Regions from separate parts of the Anas platyrhynchos genome. Here region 1 is linked to region 2. A link is a contact called in public Hi-C data. All regions are on one chromosome and are shown on one strand. Each heading gives the region's core, a stretch centred on a gene start, on an enhancer-like site or on the middle of the called end of the contact. The rest is flanking DNA. Distances are from core to core; before and after follow the strand shown. Region 1 overlaps NCOA2 (nuclear receptor coactivator 2). Region 2 has its middle 19 kb from the start of TRAM1.

What was found. Hi-C and Micro-C count contacts between places; a contact is called where the count stands out from the background.
Region 1: a contact with region 2 is called in a Hi-C map of liver, with 3 times the contacts expected there. The contact joins two enhancer-like sites. A contact is called at or near these places in 3 of 8 Hi-C or Micro-C datasets (liver, skeletal muscle and subcutaneous adipose tissue).

Annotation. Positions count from the first base shown.
Region 1 is chr2:34,612,897-34,617,130 of IASCAAS_PekinDuck_T2T, reverse strand. NCOA2 (nuclear receptor coactivator 2) reads right to left here. Exons shown (of 25, transcript XM_038173626.2): 14 at 2,556-2,766. Among named protein-coding and RNA genes, the nearest start is that of PRDM14, 41 kb to the left of the region's middle. Within about 2 kb of position 2,695, at least 3 of the 8 cell types and tissues checked have an H3K27ac peak or open chromatin away from gene starts, as enhancers often do.
Region 2 is chr2:34,410,227-34,414,663 of IASCAAS_PekinDuck_T2T, reverse strand. No RefSeq gene overlaps it. Among named protein-coding and RNA genes, the nearest start is that of TRAM1, 19 kb to the right of the region's middle. Within about 2 kb of position 1,828, at least 2 of the 8 cell types and tissues checked have an H3K27ac peak or open chromatin away from gene starts, as enhancers often do.

The DNA of each region.
Region 1 (4,234 bases), core at 1,446-3,945, 200 kb before region 2:
TTGTATGTATCTAGAAGGAATAAATTACATCACATACACCTAACTCCTAACCATGAGATCAAAATTTTGTCTTCACTGTCTGTTCAGACAAGCAAGCAAAACTTACTTAGGAGACAAAAATGACTTTCCCAAGTTTAGGGGCACACAAAAGTCTTGGATTTATCCAAAGTTTATCACTATTGATAATTTCAGAACAGTTTTCCCCAGTAGTTTGAAAAATCACATAGATGAGTAACTTATTGTTATAGGGACAGCTTTGAAAGCAATCACAGACACTACAAAAAGGAAAGCTGGAAGTGCAGCACAAAATAACAACATGGATGATGAGACATGACTGTGCTCTACTGTTGGTCAGGATAGGACTGAAGGAAGCTCTCTGTCCCCCAGGCATCAAACTCTAAGAATCTAGCAAACCTAACAGCTTTCAACAATTAAAAAAAAAAAAAAATTAATGGGTTGAAGCATTTAAAGTATTTTAATGTAAAACCTTTAAAAAATGAAAGGTAGTTATTTCTTTGGGAAGAAAAAAAAAAGAATGAAATTGTATATGATTTGACATTCATTCTACATCGCTTTTCTGTGAGCATACAAAAAGCCACTCACTATTTCTATGCACCTGTTTTGTGTACGCTCTTCTACTGAAGACAGGGCAGAAAATTCCTAGGGGAATTAGGCACAGATACAAACAAGACTATGGAAGCTAGGGGAAAAATTTAAGTATTTTAATTTACAAGGGAAACAGGATGCCTCCTTTTTAAAACTGCTGCTACCCACCAAGATGTTCTCATTTATTATCATACTGTTACTGTAGTCAGTAGCTTTGAAAGCACATTTAAAGCCAAAGATGTGCAAAAGTTCCTTTGTGCTATGTTATACACAGATATAGAGTCAATAATACTGTGTTTACACAATTATATTAATTTACTATTAAAACCAATATCCTGTTTGACAATACTGCACATTAAATGTTTTGGTACTACACATCCTCTAAATGACTCATCAAAATTTAAAGATTTAGCCCAGCAAACCCTCTGACAAAAGTAAGATGGCAAAACAGTTCTTTTACATTGTGGTAATAAAGACTGATACAACATGAAAAAAGACCATCATTGGTCATAAATCTTACTACACGATACCTAAATATATAGAGAGAAATATAAATAAATAAATGACAGACTAAGTCATCAAAAATTCATTGTCTAGCAATGAAGATGTTAACATTTTCCTGGAAGAAACTTTAGGAAATAAGCAGTTTACATCCCATTTAAAAAGGATGTGGATAAGAGAAAGGAATATCACAGAATGGCTTTGGTTGGAAATGACCTCTAAAGATCACCTGGTTCCAATCCCTCTGCCATGGACAAGGGCACCTCTTTCACTGGACAAGTTGCTCCAAGTCCCAACTAACCTGGCATTGAACACTTATCAGCTAAAGGAAAGGCTTAACTCTGGAAAGCCAAAAAGAACCAACGGACCTTGCTTCAGAAAGAATATACTAAAGATTTCAGATGACTTATGTGCTGCTGCTGTTAGTACTCCCATACTTGCATTCAGTTTCAACGAATAATAATTTAAGGTTGTGAAATGGCTTTAATGTAAATTTAAACATTAATATCTACTTAAACATTTCTAAGAAATAATTTGCGTTCGTTTCAAGTGAACTGGTGTTATTCTTCAAAGAAAAAATACTTTCATATAATCATATACTATATTATATAATCATATACTGTATCATATAATCAAAAATACTTTCATATAATAAATTCTTATTAAAAATGTGCTCTAAACACTTTTATTAAAAACAAAAAGCCAACAAAAAAAACCCACACCAGCACTACACATTTAAGGAAGTGAACAGATGCTGCCATCCTAGCCTACAGGGGAAAAAACAATGAAGCAGTGACCTTGTATGCTATTTTCTTCAACATTCATAGCTGATAACACTCTTACTTTGCTTGCTTGCCACTATTTTATGGTGGCATACTAATATTTCAACCCCTGTTTTCAAGTTAATTGATAAAGTTAAGGAACATGGTCAGCTGGAAGTGACTCAATTAAAAGCCACAATTTCAAATTAGATTTATGCATTCATCTTAATCATATTTCTTTCTATTTATCCTGTGGTTTTAGAAGAATATTTTCTTTCATCCTTTGGAAAGCCTCACTTATCCCTTTTACCAAAAGATCTGCTGAAAAAGAGCAATCTACGTCAACACGAAATGCAAATGCTCATGATGCCAAGAGCACTGCAATAGCAGCATCCCACAGCTGTGGAAGGGGAATTCCGTTCTGACAGAAACATTTATTTTGAAATCTTTCCTTATATCTCCTCAAAAGGGCACCAACTTGCAGCGCACCGTGTGAATTAGATGCAATCTCCAAACGTGTTTCAAAATGAGACGACCGCAGGTGGCGCTAGGTCATCACACAAGACTAAGGAAAGGCTGAGAAACTGCCTTGGTTCCTCGCCTGCCTTGACAGGGGAGGAACAGACACCACAGCCCCCGCTTTGGGACTTCACAAGCTTTTCCTACACGCGCGCAAGCCGGACTCACTGCTCTGTGAAATCCTCATTGCTGGTTTCTGGGTGGCCACAGCCGCTCCGGGGCTGCCGTCACTGGTGAGCTGCATGAGGTCATTGATGATGGCTTGCTTGTCGACCGAGCCTGCTGGCGCGCCTGGGCGGCTATCTGGGAAAAGCTGCGGTAACTGGCTGTTCTGTAGGTCATCCAGAATCTCCTCCAAGTTATCCAGCTCACTGCCTGGCTGCAAGCAAAGAAAACATGGCACACGTTGCTGCTTGCCTGCTGTCGGTGTCCTGCTCATGCCCTGTTGCACCTGCACTGGCTTCAGATGTTCCCTCCAAGAAGCCCAGTGCAAAGCTCACAAAGTTGTCAAAAAGGGACAGTGCAGCCTTCCCTGGGCTCATCTAGCTTGCTCTTGGAGAGCCCTGGCATTGCAGGCATTACTGGCACCCCTTCAAGACCTTGGCAGGGGTACATACAAAGAGCCACATGATACGTACCTCACGCCAAAGGGAACCAGGAGGCTTCTTGTCATGATCAGTGCAGGCAGTACATGTAATTTGGCAGTGAAAGAAATCCCACAGTGATGAAGATGGGGATTTATGTAGGTAAAGCAAATATTTCTTTCAGCACAGTCGTATTTCTAGTCTCTTTATGACTTGATTAAAAGCATACGATGAAAAAGTTGCTTCATGGCTAAGACAATTCCCCTCATGTATTTTCTTTGTTACATTAAAAACCATAACAATGAAGAACTGTATAGAAGTTAACTGGCAAGAAATGCACGTTCCAATGATGCTGTGTAAATTAACAACTGTCAACTAGTTAGTAGATTTAAGAACTTATTTTGATCACAACTTTTCAAATCTGTGAAAGTAACCTGTCTACAGCAAGAAAAAAGAGAAATCTAGTTATGTACCCCTCAACAGAAATTTAACATGAAATGAAGATGGCAAAAAGATTAAATTCATCCTATACTAACACAAATATTGACCCGCATATATTTCTTAAAAATGTTGATTTTCACCAGTAATGTTTTTGCCTTATTTGTCTATAAACACTGAGAATTAAAATCTTTTGCTCACTCAAAGTTGGAAATTATTACAAGCGTATACTCTCCAATTTTAAAACTAAATAGGCAAGGCTTTACCAACTTTTTCGTGTAATAGATACAAATAAGCAGTACTGCCTCAGTTACCACTAAGTTTTAAAGGAAACATTTTTTGACAGTATTTATAACAAAAATCAACCCCAAATCAGTACCTTTTTTTTAAAAAAAACCTACAAACATAGAAGAGAAGCAGTAAGCGAGCAGACAGACTCAACAGATGGGGACCAGAGAAACAACAATACAAACATGCACATGCTGTGATACCATTCTTCCTGTTCTTTTTTGTCACACCACCACATCATGAACATGATCACTTATTCACAGCATGCTTGCACTGCAGTCACCAGGCAATATAGAAATACCTGAGATGAAATACCTTCAAACTATCTACCAAGGCACTCAGTCTAGTTAAGACACGGTGTGCTAGTGCTGTATTAAACTGCTGCTGCCACTGCTAATCTGAAGACAAAGCTAAGATGTCCCTAGGTTACATCTCTACATACCTTTTTGGGATGATTTGCTGCAAATAAACATGGTATTACACTTTACTCCATCCACATGACCTCGTACACCTATAGATCAAGCTATATAGTGCAGA
Region 2 (4,437 bases), core at 579-3,078:
AAAGGTGCTAACAAAAATGAATATGTTGTGTATAGTTTGCCAATATCACCCCAAGCTCCTTTCTTCTACATGAAAGGGGGCATATGCTAAAGAAACAAGACCTTTCTGTATGACCAAAGACAAAAGCTATAAGCTGCAATTTTTAATGCATTTCTGTCTCTGAAGTTACTTTAACTGCTGCAGGCAGAGTTCTCATATGGCTCCTGCGGCATCTAAAAGGAGATGTCCATAAGCAATGCTCTCACAAAACAAAGGTCTCCTATCAGCAGATAAAAACAGAAAATTTTATAAAATCCTCTAACAATTACGTGTTGGAAGCATCAAAAATTGCTGGAGAATAGGTTTTCTGTTATTTATTTTACATAAGCATTAAGCAAAGGAATCAGTGTCTGCCACAGCACTGTGTACTTGCCTGCAAAACTACACACAGCCAGCAGATCTAACTTAAGGTTTGCAGTTCACTCTCAATGTTGTTTTTAATCAAAGATGTTGCAGCTTTGGAATAAAATAAAGCTTTAATACTGAAGGGCTATACCTTGCTCTCTCAAACAAAAGCCATGAAACAGCTTCCATCCATATTAGGTCATCTTCTAAGACCTGCAGAATTTTATTATTATTATTGCTACTATTATATCAGCAGCAAGATCCAGAGCTACAAGGAGTTGTGTTTACTTTAGTTCAATGCTCTGTTTTCTTAGTTACCTCAGAGTACTACTTAAAAGAAGAAAAAAGTAATTTTTGCTGAAAAGGCAGCAAAAGCATGGGCCTTCAGTTATTTTTTTTTGCTGGCTGCTGGATACCCAAGTTAAAACACAGCTGCCAGAAAGATTGTGGTGGCCTCTAGTGGCTGTTTTTCCCAGCATCCCAAACTCATTACATGATTTGGCTCATAAGGCTGCATCTGCTCCGCTTCCCGGCAGTATTTGCTAGATTATTTTGAGTGGGGCAGTAGGGCAAGACAACCATACTGTGGAGCAGCTGGGGAAAGGCAGGACTTGTTAGTCTTCCCAGCTGCCATTTATGTATTTTATCTGCCAGTCCTCACCAGGTGCAGTTGAATTAGTGATCTGACAGCTACATCTATCCCTGAAGTAGCTGTGGTTCTTAAAATTATGCTTTTTCTATTGATTTTTTAACACAATTTCTTTTTAAGCTACAAGTGTGTCAATTGTAATTGACCCAATTGTAATGAACCCAAGAACCAGATGTGCCTTCATGGATGACTAATCTCCAATTAACATTTTCTTTCAATTAATTAGAGGATTTACAAGTTACAAATGCAGGATTTAAAAATAGCTAAACAGTTCTTTAGGAGAAAATCTCTGATTTATCTCGAATTGACTACAGAGAGCCTTGACTCTGGTGCCAACCCCTCCACCATGTAAAGATCAAACCTATTCAAAGGTAACATTTGTGGCACACATTTTCTACAAGCTGTTCAACTTTACCTCAGGTTAAGGTAATCAGTTCCCTACCACCTTGCTTAGACCACCACTGGCGTGAATGTAGAGGCTATTTATAGGATTGGATGAAATTTTATTCTTCTGTATCAGTGAACCTGAAGCCTACAGTCTTTAGAAACTGCTTAGCTGAAGAAGAGTGGAAACATCTGAATTTGACTTGTAAGCTCCCAGGCCACAACAGAAACTTCCCAGAAGGGCTTTTGGTGTTCTCTCCCTAAGTTTGTGGTTCCCCTCCCAAGCTTGGAAGTGCTACTCAGAGGACACAAGGCACTGCACAAGCATTACAGCAAACAAGCCACACCTCCCTATAAGGGAGGACCAATGCACTTTTCTCAAGTTGACAAATGTGAGAAACTCAACCTTGGATTCCTGATAAATTTTGTGCAAGCTCCAGCCTGAACTATGGGACATTCCTCTTCAGTCTATGATTTCCTGGTTGGGTTCACTGGTTAAAGTAAATATCCTCACAAAGAACACTGTATTTGTCTTTGACCAGAAGTCTCTCTCTGGTACTGATGCTGCTTGACTGTTAGCAAGCCTCCATTTCTGTAACAGACTATTCGAGCACAGTTTTAATTAGATACTTTTTATTATGATATCCAGGAAAACGATAACAAGGTGATTGCTTATTACAGCTTCCACAGATTGGGGCTCCAGGCCTTACCGGCCTGGGTACACACGCACACACACACACAAAAGACAACCCTTGCCACAAAGAACTTACAATCTAAATAAACAAAACAAAGGTAATGATGAATCTAAGAAACAAAGAGGAGGAATCACCTGCGTGAGAACACAAGATAGTTTTGGCTTGGCTTCTTGCCTCAAGTTTGAGAGCTGAAATTCCTACCCTGTTACAGTATTCCCATCACCACGGACTGATTTTTTTAAGCTGTTCATTACAATGCAAGATACATTCTTCAACATTTATAATCAACATAAGAAGTCACAGACAAAGATCAACGTCCTTGACCATAATTTCCCAATATCTTTGTTGCGTACAGCAAAACTACAATCCAGAGATTCAGAAATACTAAGTGCCATGAGATGCAACAACAGTGAATGAAATACAGAAAGCTTTGAGACTAACGAAAACATCCAGGAATACCAATTTCTCCCAGAACAGTCAGGACTCAGCAACCCCCACCCCCCAAGTATATCAAATTGTATAACATTCTTGTGTGGGGAATGAAGAAATGACAACCGCATTGTGCTGCATGATCGTGCCTGACCTTAAACATTAACCACAATAAATAAGGAGAAAAAAATGAATACTGATGAGCTATCAAATTATACAGCTACACCTTAGATGCTCCGATTCTGCAAAAAAAAAAAAAAAAAAAAGTTTCAAGCGTAAGAAGGGAAGGAGTTGTCATTTCTGGCACTCACATAACAAGTTTGCCAGTCTCGAGACAGATAAAAATAAAGTATTTGCAGGTACCCAAAATAAAAGTGACAGGACACATAGCAAGAGATCAAGAGCAAATGTCTTAGATTTAAAACTAGGTAGCACATTTTTTTTTCTTTTTAAACCTGAAAAAGGAGTCGTTGACTTTCTTCTTGTCAACATCAAAAGAACTTCTCTAAGAGGCAGACAGAAGCCTACTTGCAGCTGCAGCCCAGGACTCCTCATCCATCATTCACAGAAGGAGAACCGACAGTTGTAGATGCTAATAGCAGTTCCGTTTCACTGACAGAAAGGCACTTGCTAGCTGAATGTGAGCTATATTCAAACACCTCACTTGAAATATGAGTTGTATCAAAATGTATTCATCTTAAAGAGTTTCAGGTCCCATTAAACAGGTTCCGATGACACCCTATATATTGCTTTGATGTGCTGCTTTCTCCTTGCATGTTTGCTCCAGAAACACTCAGGCACTGCTTCTATTTTAGTTCTGAGAAGTACACCAAATTCCTTAATGTGTACAGAGCTAGGCTCATCAGATCCTAAACAGAGTAGTTCAGGGAGCAGTGAAAGAAGGGGACAGCAATGAGAAGAGGGCATACCCCCTCCCAGAGATCCATCACAACAATCTACAGGGGAAAAAATCAATCAATCAAACAAACAAAAAAAAACAACAACCAAAACAAACAAACACAAGCTAATCTAGTGATCTAAAGATAATCCACGTCTAACAGTGTGAGAAAGTCATATACAATGAACAGACGATAGCAGATGTCAGTCCTTCGAAGAGTCCTGTTCTTTCCAAAGGATCTCTCCTAAGTTTCCCCCCAAAGCCTTAATTTTGTTGGACATTGTTATACCCAGCCCAAGGAATAATCTAAGCACTTGCTTAACAAGATGACTAGTAAGTACTACAGCCTGCAGGCATTAAACTACCATCCACCGGAACACAGTGTGTCCTGCATGCAAACTCTCAGCATGCCTGTAAATGATACAAATATCATGACTGTCTCTACTTGGTGGTGTTCAAGTCCCTTCAATACCAAAATTTTCCACACAGATCATTAGGCCAGCAATGACCAACATGGACAAGACTGCCTATTGATCCTGCTGATCCCCACCTTCTAGAATGCAGGTCCAAAGGGCTGAGTCACAAACGGAACAAAACCGAAGTATGACCTAAAAATTGGCTAGCCAACTTTTTGAGAACAGAAAAATAAACCCAGAGAAACTGAATAACCCTCCCTCCCACACACCTAGATAGAAATACAATGCAGTTCTTGCGAAGATCTCTGGAAGACCTACTTCAATACATAAAGGGTTCACGTAAACAGAAGCTGCAGCTTCTGGGCTGTTAAGGAAAGCAATCTTAGTCCTCGATCCAAGAGAAACTATGTTTTCAGAATTCCTATTTCTACATTACCAGTACCACCTTCCGCTGCTTGGAAAAACAGAAGCTGAGACAGATAAAAAGCATTTCAATAGAGAATACTGATTATTTCCCTCTCACCACAATACCTGGCAAAAGAGCCCATAAATACTTTAACAGTTTGGCATGCCAGAGCTGCC